Linked DNA regions of Mus musculus: region 2 is linked to region 1. A link is a contact called in public Hi-C data. All regions are on one chromosome and are shown on one strand. Each heading gives the region's core, a stretch centred on a gene start, on an enhancer-like site or on the middle of the called end of the contact. The rest is flanking DNA. Distances are from core to core; before and after follow the strand shown.

What was found. Hi-C and Micro-C count contacts between places; a contact is called where the count stands out from the background.
Region 2: a Hi-C map of Sertoli cells shows a contact between it and region 1, with 2.5 times the contacts expected there. The contact joins two enhancer-like sites. A contact is called at or near these places in 12 of 39 promoter capture datasets (the 3T3-L1 cell line, the C10 cell line, the HPC-7 cell line and 7 more) and 1 of 484 Hi-C or Micro-C datasets (Sertoli cells).

Annotation. Positions count from the first base shown.
Region 1 is chr1:66,157,208-66,165,113 of GRCm38.p6, forward strand. No RefSeq gene overlaps it. Among named protein-coding and RNA genes, the nearest start is that of Gm51629, 70 kb to the right of the region's middle. Within about 2 kb of position 3,519, at least 6 of the 459 cell types and tissues checked have an H3K27ac peak or open chromatin away from gene starts, as enhancers often do. A contact at or near this core is called in Sertoli cells, where this site is marked.
Region 2 is chr1:66,613,157-66,621,062 of GRCm38.p6, forward strand. It overlaps Unc80 (unc-80, NALCN activator), which reads left to right. Exons shown (of 65, transcript NM_001368824.1): 30 at 5,006-5,113; 31 at 6,269-6,407. Among named protein-coding and RNA genes, the nearest start is that of Gm39655, 36 kb to the right of the region's middle. Within about 2 kb of position 4,180, at least 23 of the 459 cell types and tissues checked have an H3K27ac peak or open chromatin away from gene starts, as enhancers often do. A contact at or near this core is called in Sertoli cells, where this site is marked.

The DNA.
Region 1 (7,906 bases), core at 2,269-4,768:
TACATCCAAAGAGGCGTCTAATTGGCTGGCATAAAATGGGGACATAGCCAATAAGAATGATAAATATTTATAGTATCGAACACAAATGAAGTGGAAAAATACATTCATGGCATGCAGCCCTCTGACTGTATTATAGTGCTTATCTGTTTGCAACAGTATTCTGCATCATTGTGACTATAAAGAACACACTTAGAGAAGATGTGCATATCATTTTAGATTCATATTTTATATATTTCTTTTAAATGTTTATTTCAATGTGGACACTCTTATTAGGTGTTATGGTATGTAGAGCATGAAAATGCAAACAATTAATGCAAAATAAATCACTATGCAGCTTTTCTTTTGTGAGCTTATTTTCTCTTCTCAGTCTTATCATATACATTATAAATTATAAGTCCTATTAAAAATTTGAGAACAACATAAAGGTCATGATACTTGGTTTTGAAATCAGAAAGCCTGCTGATCAAATTTTGCTATCAAAAGTGATACTGCTTGTATCACTCTTCTTAAATTATTCAGCTTTTCAAAGATTTATGTCCTAGTAGATACACTGGGATTGGGTTTGGGAGAACAGTGTAGTTTAGTCATGAAGCACTGGGAGACAAGCCCTGGGCTTAATGCCAAGCACTGCAAAATCAAAAAGATAAACAACAAAAACATGTAGATAAATATATGTATGTACATGTGTATGCATACACACAGAATAGCAATAATAGAACTAAGAGTTTTTTTGTATAAAGTGCCAACTATATACCAACTAGTTATTAAATATTTTAATGGTATATTGCCTCATTATAATGTTATGCTAATTTTTATTTATTCAACTCATACATATGGTCTCTATGTTCTAATTTGTTTCTTTATTACTGGGGCTATAATGTCCATTCTTTCCACAAAATCTTTCTCACTTCTGTCTTTTCTTGTAGATTCTTAGGAGGACACAGAAGAGCTAGTCGTTCATGTTAGTCTGAATAATCATTTATATTTAGTTCAGGAAAGAAAAATGTGGGATAAAAATAATAGTTCCCCAGTGACATAAAGATATACATGTGAGAAACTGTAAGTTTACACTTACTTGAGATGTTAGGGGCAAAAATCAGAGTTACAAAATCATGTTCTTTATTGACACAACTTTAATTAAAATGAGTAGTGTTGACTGTGTGTGTGACCAGAGTGTGAAAGGCTGTTGTCTATCATATGTCCAAGGTTAGGCATTTCAGAACATTCCATGCTTGGGAGAGAAGTCTGAAATAATTAACCCTGGCACCAGCTCTTTTAAGAGAACACTGATAGGCATTATCCAACGAAGATCAAAGGAATACAAACATGGAAGGTTTCAGTTCTAACAGAGCTGCTATGATTAATCCTCCTGAATTCGGTGCATACATGTAACACATGCTACGCATTGATGTATAATTAGAAAAAAGAAGACACCACAAACTACGCTATATCTTTATGAGGACTAAGACTTCAAACACAATGAATACATTTGTTTCTGAGGAAAACTGTCCAAAAATGGAATCAGTGTGATGTGTGTTTGATGGAAGCTGGGTAAAGAACAGTAGCCTGAAAAGCAAAGAGATTTAACATATTTGGTCCCTTGGAATGACACACATTTCTCCTTGCTAGGATGTCTCCATTGCATAACAGTAAAGTCATGTTGCCATCGAAAATGTCATCCAAGACAGGAAACTACAACTACCCTCTCTGTCTTCCTTTCTTCTCTTCCTCCCATTCAGAAAGATAGCAGGGAATAAAATGGTCTTTGAGTAGCTTCAGATGTAATACATGATTCCTTTGCTTGTATAGTTGGGTAAAATATACAAAATTTTAAGTGCAAGAAAAAAAAAACAAACAAAAAGACCAAGGGTTAACTAATAAAAAAAATCTGTGTATGAAGTATTTATGTCAACATCCCATTTCAGAAGTTGTACGTAGCCCCTACTTCATAGCCCCCTACTTTGCCTTTACCTAAATGAAACATTTAAAGTCCAAAAAGGGAAAGGGAAAAATAAACAATTTAGGGCTTATTGAGTCAAAAGAGAGAAGGATGGAATATTGATTTTTTTTCCTATAAAATGCTATAAAATGAAGTTGAGAAATCAAATGTAAAAAGGTGAGATAAAAGTACTCAAAATAGAGGAAACAACTTTTCTAACATGTCTAGGAGAACTAGTTCAGTTAAAGCCTCTTAGCTATTTACATGATTTCAAACAGTTCTAAGCACTTCAAGAAGGACTTTACATTCAAACATAAGTAAATTTATGAAAAACATCAATGACTAGTAAAAAGATAACACAGGTTCAATTTCAGGACTTTTTCCCAATTCTAAAACTCATTATTTGAATGCTCTACTGTGTAACTTTGATAGAAACAGCATCTCAATGACAAGATGTACACATAAGGGGCTGGAGAAATAGCCAAACAGTTGAGTACTTTCTATTCTTGTAGGGAACAAACTTCGGTGGCGCTATTACGAGGGGACAACCACCTAATTCCAGTTCCAGGGAAATCTTTGGCCTCAGAGCATCTGTACTCATGTGCACATAATTTTAAAACTTAATAATATACATTGTTTTAGTGAGGATTCCCCTGAGGAACAGAACCAAGAGAATTTAAACCACACCATAGATTTCAAGAACCACGTAGTGCCTTAGTCTTCGAGGCTGGGTGTGGTCTCTCAATGGGTAACGTTAGTTCACAGAATAGGTACTGGATCCAACCTGCCTGAATTCCTGAAGGTTTCCAGAGAGCCATGGGTCCTTTGTCCACAATGAAAACTCGAGAAATTCTGGTTCTACTCTAAGTGAAGGAAGCAATAGCACTTGGGTGAATCTGCCGAGTGGCAGGAGAGAAGGGAGGGAACTCTGGCAAAAGGTGCAATACTTTGGTCTTTCTCAAATACCATTTTAAAATCTAAGCAGCTATTAGAAAGTGTAGCCCACAATGGGGGAAGAGGTCTTTCTCCATCAACCAGGACACTTCCTCAGGTTTGACTCTCTACTCATATGATTTTAATCTGTGGCAATTTGACATTAATACCAACAACAATATACATCTTTTAAAAGCAAAGTGCATATAAGCTATACCAGGTACTGAAATTTCATATTTACATCTAAGAACAAGCAAAATAATATAAATTTTGACATCTGCAACAATCTCAGTTTCTGAATTTCCAGTTTTATTATAAATTATTTGGCTTGAGAACGAACACATTTGAGGAACCTACGCATTTGTAGTTCAGATCAGTTCACTTCTTACCATGAGAGTGAAATGAATTAATACCATCAAAGAGATGGGATATATAATATATATGAAAATGTGGGCAATTAACTTGGAAAGCATGAAAATAAAGATAAAGTGAAGCTACTTGAAAGATTAATTATAAGAACAAAAATGTAAAATGTGACAAGTGGGAGAAAAAAAAGATACTGAGAAATTCTAAGATCCTGTGGTTGTCAAGGAAACCTAAAACCATACTGCAGATAATGACCTAGCTAGGAATAATATTCATAAAAGGTTTGAGCAGAGATATAAGGACAACCACATTCTTATACCACATATGGGAGGAGAATTCAAGCTAGAACATTTTTTAGTTTTCCAATGTCTGATAATGTTGAAAAAAATAACTAGACTTAGGAATGCCAAGGTTAAAGAAATATCTGTGTAAAGGAAAGAATGCTAGAGAACAATATGTTTTTGGTACATGGCACAGAAAAAAAATCCTCACACAGACTTTGCTGGAGTTAACACATTAGCAGCCAGAAAACAACTCTTATGCTAACTTACTCACAATAAAAATAATTTTAAATTCTGAGTAACTTACTCATTGCTCTGAAAGACCAGACTTACAGAATTCATATATTCCATTTGTCATTTAAAACATTCTGTGTGCATTTCACATGTCGACTGCCAATTGGCTTCTGGATTCTGTGTTTATTTGATGAAGGCAACTATTAAGAGAAGATCTGAGGAAAGTACATAGTTTAAAGAAATCCATTTTCCTCTGAAGCTTGCCTGGAAATTTGGTTTATCTTTCAATATTGCATAGCGCCCAGAGCCTTGAATGCTCAAATTACTTTTTACATTGCATTGAACAAAGCATTAATTTACACTATATGCTCATAAAAATAGAGAATGGGTTATGTTAATTTTTTTAACAAAGGACTTACATGACACTGTTTATAATTATTTTAACTTTTAATTAATGAAATATTAATTTTATGTATTAACTAATGTGAAGTGTTTGGGTTCTATACAGCTAAATAATTATTTGAAAAATGTTGAAATGTTGTAGATTAATTTTAAATATTCTTTTGTATATCTTTATGTATATGGGTGTTTTGCTTGTATGTCTACCTGTATCAAATGTGCATGCTGAATCCAGAACGGGCACTGGATACTCTGGAACTAGAATTACATGGCAGTTGTAAGGTACCATATAGGTACTGGGATTTGAACCTGGGTCCTCTGGAATAGCACCTAGTGCTCTTAATCATTGAACAATCTCTCAAACCTGGACTCGTGAGTATTTCTTATGATATTGCCTTCTACAGAAAATTAACATCAACTTGAGTCAAAAAAATTGACCTTTGTTCGGTGTGTCTAAGTCCTTGGTGGAGGATGACTTTGTATAAGCCTATGTAGAAGAGATTAAGCATTACGTGAATACCTGTGATTCTCAGTGCGAATCATATGAATTTAAATGTTTGTTGTGTTACTCTATTTTTAGGGAGACATAGATAAACAACAACTCACCACAGATGACAGACCAATGTAGTGATACCATCACAGTCCAACTTCGTATACCAGTATGTTTTTTAGGAGTTACTTAATAGAAGTAAGGGTCGGGTATTAACTACTATCGTTCAGATGACTTAAAGGCAGTTCCTCACCCAAAGCTATGGTAATGATTTATGAAAGCTGGAATCTCGAAACTGTCTGCAAAACTTATAGGCAGCTAGACAGACTGAATAAATGCATCTCTTTAGTAATCCTTACTAATTACATAACCTTAGGAGGGAATAGAGAAGCCTAGTGCATTTCGTAAGCTTCAGGGACTTCCTGAGACTTGTTTGTTTACTTTTGAAAAGCCTCCATTTAAAAGTTCCTAAGTCTTAAAGAGCTGCCTTCCAGAATGGAATACTTCAATTCTCAGGAAATTGCTATACAGCACATCAAAGGGAGAAGTACAAATGTAACTGATATAAATAGACATTTAAATTAAGGCTGATATGTTTAAAGAAACATAAGTTGATAAGTAGTCAATGAAATTTAATCCATGATTTGATGCTTGAAAACTTTGATCTTGGTATGTAAATTTCACGGCTACTTATATTTTCATGCAGATGTAGTACTACAGCTGGGTTGTTTCCACATTTAGAAACAAACATGGATGTTCATTGATAAACTTGGTGCTCAAGTACAGTATGAAAAGTTCATGTCCTTTCACCTCAAAGATCTTCATTAAAAAATAGCCATTCATTGTGATGGCAAGACGACAATGGTCATTCTTTTGAATAGTAGCGACAGTACTCTATGTGATTATTTCCTTATTTATTTATTTTATAGGGGAAAAAAAGGGAGATGTATTCAAAGTGGACAAGTTGGAAAGGGGAATAAAGAGATCTGGTGACATCCTAAATCCATCTCTGAGGTACTGAGGTGATTGCTTAAACCTCAATTTTATTGTTTAAAAAATTATATTTATATATGCATGTTCTGTGTGCATACATAGTGCATGACAGAAAAGAGCATCAGGTCCCATTATTATGAGCCACTATGTGGTTGCTGGGAATTGAGCTCAGAACCACTGGAAAGACTAGCCAGTAGTACTCTTAATGGCAGAGCCACCTCTCCAGCTCTCTGAATTTGATTCTTAACATCACAAACTTGAATTAAATGGCATGTCAATCAAGAAAAGGTTCAGTAATTGCCTCTTAAAATAAGTTCAATCTAGTAACTGAAACAACTCTTATATGTAGTTCTTCTCTACTCTTTTACAGTCTTGTCTGAGATATTCATTTCAAATTCTTCCTTTTTCACTCTACAGACCAGCTTTACCCTAAGAAGCAAATTTCATTGGATTTGACAGCTGAAAGTCACCCTCCAACAATCTCATTATTTCAACCTATAGAAACATCAGGACTGTAATTTTAACTCTAAAATATTCCCCTGAAAGGATAAAATCTACAGAGTGTGTAATAAAAACACTGCTGGGCTTATAATACAAAAATTCACTCATCCTGTACAACATGTTAAGTGTTGATTAAGAGTTAGTTCCAGTTTTCTCAACATAATAAAATTTATTCTAAGGTAACATCTAATAATATCAAATAATATCAAAAATAAAAGCTTGAGGTTTTAAACTGGTAAATGGAAATCTTGAGAAAGGGGGTAAATAATGATAAACAAATATATCTTCATTAAAGGTCCTCATGGTGGGGCATATGCTATGTTCTAATATGAGACATGCATGTACAATTGTTTGTAGCATATCACATCCTCTGTTGATTTTTACATTCTGCATCAGTGAATTCACAGTGCACTAGGGATGGGCCTGTGTACACGGATAGGCAGCTTTTGGCATCCCTCTTTATGGCAAACTATACTTTATTCCTTAGTCTCATAACTTTAAAATCAAAGACTCATTCTAAATGGTAAAAAAATCACTTCAAAATTATTTGACCTCTAAATAGTAGAAGATTTTATCTTTGACCTTTGCAAGCAGTATGATTTTTGTTTTGAAGAATGACACGCAAAATGGAAATGGTTACCTTAATTATATTGGTTATTTTTAGTATGAGGTAATAAGTTAAATGCATCTTGGTGCTTAAAGGTGAGGGTTTCTCTGTCTCGTGTGTGTGTGTGTGTGTGTGTGTGTGTGTGTGTGTGTGTGTGTGTGTGTGTGGTTAGGTAAGTTTGAGTTTGCAAGCATAAGAGTCTGAGAAATTAGGGAGAATTATTTTTTAAAAAATCTCCAGTGTGTTAACAAATTTGTTTGTCCTTATAATTTATTTATTTTTATTCCAAGCATTATCAACATGCTTTAAGTACAGGAAAAAGAATGGCAACTTTGACAGTGGGATCACAAACACTTACATCTTTTCCTATAACTCTGGAGGCAGTTGAAACCTAAGAGGAGGCAGTTGAAACCTAAGAGGTGTTTAAAGTCTTAGCATGCTCCAGTCTAATCATCATAAGACAAGACTTGTTACTTGCTATACAAGAAAATAGTCATGTGTTAGTGAAAAAATCCAAAACCTCTAAATTATTCCCATTGTCCTAGAGGCAGACAGGCTTCTGTCTTAAGAGCAATCCAGCCCTGCATACTTATCTGTCCCGGCATACTTGTACTCTGACTGTTGGTCCCCTTTCCAGTTTTTTTTTTTTTAACAGTCCCTTCGTTTCCCAGCAGAGATACTTGGAGCTGAAGTTATCCACAGAACATTTGGCTTCTAAGAAACTGACAAGACCTGTAGGGGCATCTCCCCTCCCCTGTTTGGCATCTAGAGTTTTAGGTCTCCCTGGCTTTAAGTTTCATGCTGTGCAAACAGCATCACTTCTCAAGAACAGCTCTTCTCTGCTTCTCTTGGCCAGAGTACAGCTCTGCAGAGGGAGAATGGCAGCCAAGATTCCTTGCTCAGTGAGAAGGTGTCACCGAGTCAGAGAAGGTAAAAGGGCTAATTTGAACAAGAGAAAGTTTATTACTTCTCTGTGGCAATGCTTCATTATTAAAGGAGTCCTTTTGATGTCCTGAGCTGTACATGACGTGAAACCCTAAGTTATAATGACTCATCTTTGGAGATCAACTTGCTTGCACATTGCAATTTAATTAATTTGGTTATGGGAAATTGGCACACTACATTCACTCTGATTTCATTCTACCACAGCCCACTGCAGAGGC
Region 2 (7,906 bases), core at 2,930-5,429, 460 kb after region 1:
TTATACAGAAGAAAATAGGGAAGTTGGGTGACACACTGGCAAGGTGCAAAGAGGTTACTGGATTCTTACACAAAACAAAGGGATACAAATATGGAAGAACTGGCAGGAACCAACTGGGGTAAAACTCAATGTTAATAACTGGGATCAAAAGCAGTTCCACCTAAGGTCCACTTAATCTTAGAAGCCAGGGGCAAGGGCTTCGTGCCCTTGCCATAGTTCCTACTCTAGTCTATTGTATAGTCCACCATCCCCCTGGACCATTGTAAATACTTATTTGTGTATGGGTGTAATTCAGCTACCTATAGTTCTAAGTAATCACTCTGGTTCCTCTTTAGGTCACAAACTTCCTTCTTCCTAGATAATGGTAAATTCCTGTGTAGGGCAGTGACTTAGCTATCCATGCCCAAGGTCAGATCAAGGACTGCCTAGAATCTAACTTAGCTATATATCAAAGTATCAATCCTTAGGAGCACTTGAAATAAAGCAATATTAAGGGAAAGCACACAGATCCGTTTACCAACTAAAGCAAGGACACTGGAGCATTAGTTATACAGGATGCCATGGTTCCAGGAGACTAAGTTTCCATGAACTTTTCTCCTCAGGACAGCGCCCAGGTTTTCGGGGCCTGTTGCGCTTGTCACTACTGGAGTGGATGTAGCACCCTATCACATTTCTAAGCATTAAGCTGCTCTTTCAGTTGAGCTAGCAGAAGAAGGTGACCATGACTGCCTTCCTCCTGTCAAGGAAAATTCCAGTTAGCCACCTGCCCATGAACAGTGTAGCCAAAATGACCATTCCACGGAATGCCATGGCTTCCTCTATGATGCTTTCCTCAAATGATTTCACAAAGAGGTTTTTATATATCACCTGCTCACCTCAGCAAGCATTCTTTATACACCAGCTATTGGCAAACTTTATCAGAACAGATAAGCTATTAACTGAAAATAAGCAGGAGGAAAAGATCTTTCTACTACAGAGTTTACAGTCCAGGTTTGGGCTTAGATTGGGCAATAATATATGCTACAAGCAGTTTGAGAATATGAACAATAAGACCAAACATGTAGTTCAATTATGTAGCAATGTTTAATATTTCACTGTTCACCATGGTGCTTTTATATCAAAGCCTTTTTACTTTAATTTACAATTCCAGGTTATACCAAAGAATTCTATAATTCTTTTTCTATACCTACTGAAAGCTAAGGAAGTCTTGGGTATTTTGTTCAGCTAAGTTTGGGACTATACTTAGTGCTTGTTATTTCTTAGCTGTTTGCTTCATATCAACTGTAGTGATCGGGAGTACACAAAACAAGCTTTTCCTGTCAGTCAAACAGAAGTCTAGGGTCAGGGATGCATTTCCCACCAGAAAGAAAGGACCCAGTATGGGTAGATACGATGAAGCCAATGCAAATGGCAAGAGGATGACTGATTTCCTACAGAATTTTTTTTCCAAAGCCACTCCCAATGCTATTCTGAGTCAAAGAGCAGATTATATCCCAACCACTAGGCCAGATGGAAACACAACTACTTAACAACAAACATGAATAATTTGCATGTCAACTATGTATGAAGCACAAGGGGTCTAGTTGCCCTTTGGAAAGAATCACACTTCCATTGGTGTGCTGTTCTTTCCTAAAGCATAAAGAAACCCATGCCAGGAGAGCCCTGCAGAGCAATTAGTACTTTCCCAATTTTACTGTACATGTTATCTCCATGTTGAATGATGTTTCATGGCACGTGCCTCCTCTTTTGCTTATATTTACTATCCATTATTCTGTTTGCTTTTTTTGATGTCTCCCTAAAGGGGAGGCAAGGGCAGCCATCACCATGAATGTGCTCTCAGCATAACTGCAGATGTTAGCTCAGCCCGTAGCATATGGTTACATAATACATACTCTTGGATTATTCAAAGAATAAGTAGCAACATTACTTTAAATAGTTAAATATTATTTCTCTGCAATCAATAATCATTTAATACAAAGAACAGAATTCCACTCAGACAAATTCACTGAAGCCAGGGACAGAGTTAGAAACAGCCAACCCCCAAGGAATACATCACCAAAGCTGCCATCTGGCAGCTCCTCATCTCTACCCCTCTCTGCATCATCTCTGTTAACTACTCTGTCCTGTAGCCATCTCCTCTTGCTTTGTACATGTTATGCTTTAGGCTGAAAATTCCAAGGTGGTAACACTCTTTCTAGCACCTAACTTTTCTCACTATAATAGAGTAACTTATTGGTGTCCGACCCTCTGTTTAAGCCAAATCCCATAAGTGAGGATTCCTTGGCCAGTCCAGGCTGGTTTTGCATAGCAAATGTAATCTAGAGCAATCAAGTATGGATGATTTTGAAAGATACATTAATATACATATCATGCACACACACACATACACACACACACACAGGCACAGCACTAGTTGGCCTTCCCCGGTATCCCTGAGCGATCTTAAGCCCTTATGGCTGTGTCTTTTGACTCAGGTGCCGTGGTAGAAGCACATCAGGAGTGGATAAAGTCCTTGCTACATAAACTTTCCTGAAAACAACAAAAACCTATTCACTCTGTATAGAGAAGTAGCCAGCACACCAAAGAAAGGATTCCATTCAAGCCCAGCTTGGTGAACCGTTGAGTTATATACTCTTAGCCAGCTATATCACTAGGAAGTCTCCTGGGCAACAGAATTCTCTCTCCTATAATCTCAAGATATTTCATAAGAGTCTGTAGAGAACCTCATGAGGGTCTACTCTCTCTCCTGGTGGAAATGTCAACAGGTCATCTCCTGCATGTGATCACAGTTGCTCTGCTGCACAACAGTATGCTCGTGTCCATCCCAAAGCAAACAGCTGAACTGTAGTTCTCTATAGAGATGGGCTCTGTTCTTTGTCTTTGTTTATTCAGCTCAGATTTCTCTACAGATTCTTGCTTGATGTCTAACTCTAACCATTTATGTAGTCCAGTGAGATCCAAAACTGCAGAAACCACTTCTAGATGCCATGGAAAACAATGCAGCATTCTATTTAATGCATAGATTTTTTTTTTTGTCTTGAGGTTCATTTTAAAAACAAAAACCCAAAAAACATTTCATCATAGTTTTGTCTGAGTCAAAAATCACACCATATAGGTACTTCAGGATTCTCCCAAAATACACCAAGCCTCTCTTACACATGTTTCCATCTCTGGTATCTACTGCCTGACTCTAATAAAGTCGTCCAAATTCTGTGACCAGCATGTGGCCCTGATGAGAAAGCCACACTCTAGGTGTCCTGGAAGCCACCATGCTTCTTCAGTCCACATGCAAGCTTGTACTCTTCCCAGGGGAGACAGCAGACAGAAGAAAACACTACTCTGTGGTTTCTAGCACATTGGCTTTAATATCAGCACTCAGTGTTTCTATCGTTGAACTGGACACTGCTGTGTCCTATAATTTAATGGAGAAGAAGTATTTACAATTTATCATAAAGGATACAATGGCTAGTCAGAGGACAAAGGGATACACTTATAAAAGTCTAAAATCATGACCCACCTGCCCCCCAGAAAATACTTAGCATAAAAATCACAGTGAAATGATTATTTACAATCATGTGCTAAGATGCATCAAGGGAGGAAGACTAAACAGAACCCAGTAATTACTCTTATTAAATTGGGAATATGGGTATTTTCTGCTTTCTTTATAGTTTCTGTCTTTTACAGATTCTCTGATAGGCTTGTGTATTATTTTCTGAGTTAAAAACGCACAGCACAAAGGAATTTTTAAATACCACAAGTCTTTTCTGAAGACACACCTCTACATCTTTGTGGGAAGCTATTGCTATAAATGATTTTTAAAGGTTTTCATGATTGGGATATATATAATTTATTTATACAGCATAATTCCCAAGTGTTTTATGTTGCCAAGCATGTACTTCCACAGTTTTTATTCTTTTTCTTTAAAAAAACGAGCTAGAGCTCTGACCTCTTTTTTAAATATAAGTTCATTTTAAAAGATGGTCCCATACCAGCCCCAGAACAGATTCATTCATTGTCTTGGATTTTTTTTTTTTTTTTTGTCAGAGTTTCAAGAGAGTTTCTTGAGTCATGGGGATGCTTGTAGATTTGCTTTTTCTTTCAGAATATCTTCATCTTACACTGTGAAGCTCTGCCAAAAATTCTTAAGACGTTTAGTTTTTCCTTTGGCATAGAGGAAGAAAGCATTTCGTTGGCATGACCCTGGTGAAACAAATGAGCTTTGTTCTGTGTGAGCCTGCACAGGCTGGAATGCAGAAAAACAGGAAGCAATCAGAAATAGGAATGAATAAATAAGGAAGGACCAACTCTTCTCCAAACTGTGCCAACCCTTCCAGGCTTTGTTACCTTGGGAGTAAGATGAAGGCATTGTCTTATCTTTGTTTGGGTAAACAAAACAGCCTGTTCTGAAGCCAGGTTGAAGGCATAGTTGACAGGAAAGCTATTGTTTTATATACTTTTTTTTCCAAGAAGCCACTTTACCTGTATAATTTATGTTGATATGATGGGTACTCTCAATTTACCCCTCCCCCACAGCCCTGTTTGCCCCTTTCCATCTTAACACTTGAAATACTTCCTTTGAGGTCTTCCCTGACCTCATGCCTCAGCGTGTACCTTGGAATAGAGTGTGTTGGATCTGCATTAACATTTATTTAAATTTGTTTTGTTTTAACCACTTGACACAACATAACCAAACCTTAAATGAAAAATCAGAAATCTTTATTGCTCCCATGTTCGAGAACTAAGCTTTGCAACTTGGTCAGATCAGTCCACCTCTGTGTCCTTGTTTCTTTAAAGGTAAAGGAGAGACTTCTTAGTTATCATATCTAATCCCTCTTTTCTCAACAAAACCAATAATTTTCAGAAACTTTGAGCCTGTCTTAAAAAAAAAACAAAACTTAAAATTATACTTTCAATGAGAGAATAGTACCGTAGAGAGATGGGGGAGGGACATAAAGCCCTGTGGCTTTGTAACAGTACTTTCAATACACATGTCACCTTCTCTTAGTGCTCAGATAAGTCATGCCTGAGGACACCTTCCCTGAAGAAGAGAGTTTCGGATGTCAACCTGGAAGGAAAAAAGGACTCGGGAATGCTGAAGTACATCAGGTTTCAGGTACTGGCTCCCCGATCAGAACCACGCATGGGGCACTGACAGGAAAGAGCCCCTGTACACCCTGCTCATGAGTGCTGGTGAGACAAAAATGGAAGCTGGCACTGAGTCGCCGTGAATGCCCACCCCCTTAACTGGTGTGCAAGGGGAGAAAAATCCTTCTTGCTGGGCAGTCATTTGCCACAGAATGAGGCCTACAAGTTTGGGCGGACTGTATCTCACCCACTCTGCTGTCTCCAGTGACGCTAATTTCCCACTGGCATGTAATGGCTACCCTAAATTAGACTATCTAGATTCATAAGCTGAGTCTGCTTCTCTGAGACTTGGACAAGAACTTTCATTTGCCTTCTTTGTTATCTCATCTATGAAAAGAAGATTATAGAAATATACCTATCTCAAAAGATTATTGTATGGATTAAATAAAATTGTACACTGGCCTACTTATCCAGATATTGGCACACTCTTCTACTGTTCCTGCAAACTAAGCTTGAAGTCATCCTATTTCCTTCTGGGGAGGAGGGGCTTTTCATGTTTTTCTAGAATGTTTATAGTGATGACTTATTCGTCACCCTCATATATAACTCAAATTATCAGAAATAATGAATTAAGTAGAACTTTGTGAGTTGATCTGGGGCCATAGCCATGATGTGTTATTATTATTATTTCAATTATTATTTAATGTATTAATATTATTTCAAAGGAAAATGTCATCCAAGTTCATGCTGCCTTCAGAGATTACATTTATAAATAGAATCCTTTGCAAGTTACAGACCCCATGTGGTTTTCAGTGGAAATCTGCTAACATAGAGAAAAAAAAAGAAGAAAAAAAACTTTAAAAAATTTACCAGAACTTTAAGGACCAGTCCATGATTGTGGACTGTTTTCTTTTCTGCAGAAAAAATTATACTCCATGGTTAATTTTTTGAGGAATTTTAAAATTGTTTTTGTGATGAAAATGTTACAAGATCAATATTTCTTTCTGACTTGTGTCAACTAATAAAGTATAAGGTCTACCTGCCATGATGCCTAAATCCACTCCCATTATAAGAAATATTTTAAGGTCACCCAGGGGAATCAAAAAAGTGAGGTGGTTCTTGAGTTTCAAGAGGTAACTGTTGTCTCAGAAGATGTTGAAAGATGATTTGCATCTCTCCCCAGGTGATGAGCTTGTCACCTGCTCCCTTGTCTCTGCTCATCAAGGCTGCTCCGATTCTGACAGAGGAGATGTATGGAGACATCCAGCCAGCTGCCTGGGAACTGCTACTCAGTATGGATGAGCACATGGCTGGGGCAGCAGGTAAAGAAACTCTCCCTGGGACCTGGCGCCTGTGGCCAGTAGTGACTACAGTGTTGAAACAGAGAAAAAGGCACCTTCAATTGTATGTCAGGATGATGGAAGTTTCTAGACCTGTAAATAGACGTGTGTATCTGAGGAATGTTTTCACAGCTTTCTTCAAACTGTACTGTGTGTTTATACAAGATCATCAGATCTCTTTCAGGGTATTATTGCTCTAGGACTATAACAGAATACTTTGGGCTTGGTGTACTTCAGCTGGTAGGATGCTTGACTAATATGCACAAATCCCTGGGTTGGGTCCTCAGTACCACATGCTTGTCCCACCTCCACTCTGAATGGGAAATCAAGAGGAATAGAAATTCAAAGTCATCCCTGGCTACATAGTGAGTTCAAGGTTTGCCAGGGCTATGTGAGACCCTGACTCGAAAAACAAGCAAATAAATAAAATGTATACACACATAGCTATCCTAGAGGTAATAGTCTAGGCAAGATGACATGAATGTGAAAATACATCTGGTGTGCTTAGAAAGCTTGAGGCTATGAGTTTTACAGTTTACAAAGGAGCAATACTTGCTTATAGCATTAGACAGCTGAGTGGAACTCAGGGTTGATTCTAGACTATGTTACCGCAGGTATGGACTTACCAAAATAACTGGAGACAACTGCTCGTTAAGCCAACAAGTTATATAAAACTGTTGACCAGTTTAATATGCTATCAGTTGTCTTGGGAACTCCTGACTTTGGTGGTAATGTATACCTATAGTTCCAATATCCAGGAGGTGGAGGCAGGAGGATCCTAGGTTTGAGGCTACTTTGGGGTACACAATTGTGCTCTATTCTAGCCTGAGATATGTGATACCCTGACAAAAAGAAACCTCAAGGCTTAAGGATGAGTCACTGGCTAAGCACTTGCTTAGTGTGTACAAGGTTCTAGATTCATCTCTAGCCTGTAAATAAAGAAATTAAAGTAGTTATGGAGTCTAGGTGAACAGTAACTGGTGACATTTATAGTACTCATAAGACACAGGTATGCTGATGCATGTACCAGCTGAAACTGTGGCTGCCCAGGAAGAGACAGGTCTATAAGAAGGAAGGAGTATAGAAAAGGCCTAGAAGCACTAGCCATCTCTACCTTCAAAGGTCTTAGAGAAATATATTGAACAGAACCCCTTACCCCTCCCCTAAAAATATTGGTGAGAAAAACAGAACTTTCAAGTCACGGAGCCATAAAAGCAAAGGAGAATAATTCTCAGATATTTTTATGAGGATGCTAAGACAAAAGAATTGCTGTTTAAAAAAAAACAATAATATACATACTCACATAACATACACACACACACACACACACACCACATGCACACTGTTGAGTTTGCTGACAGCTTATGACTATTAACAAGAAAACCATTTTGGTGGGGAGAATAAAGTAGAACTCTTCAACAATGTAAAATATAAATGTGATGTTTAAATTTTGAATCAGGGTGAAATACATTTAAGAATGA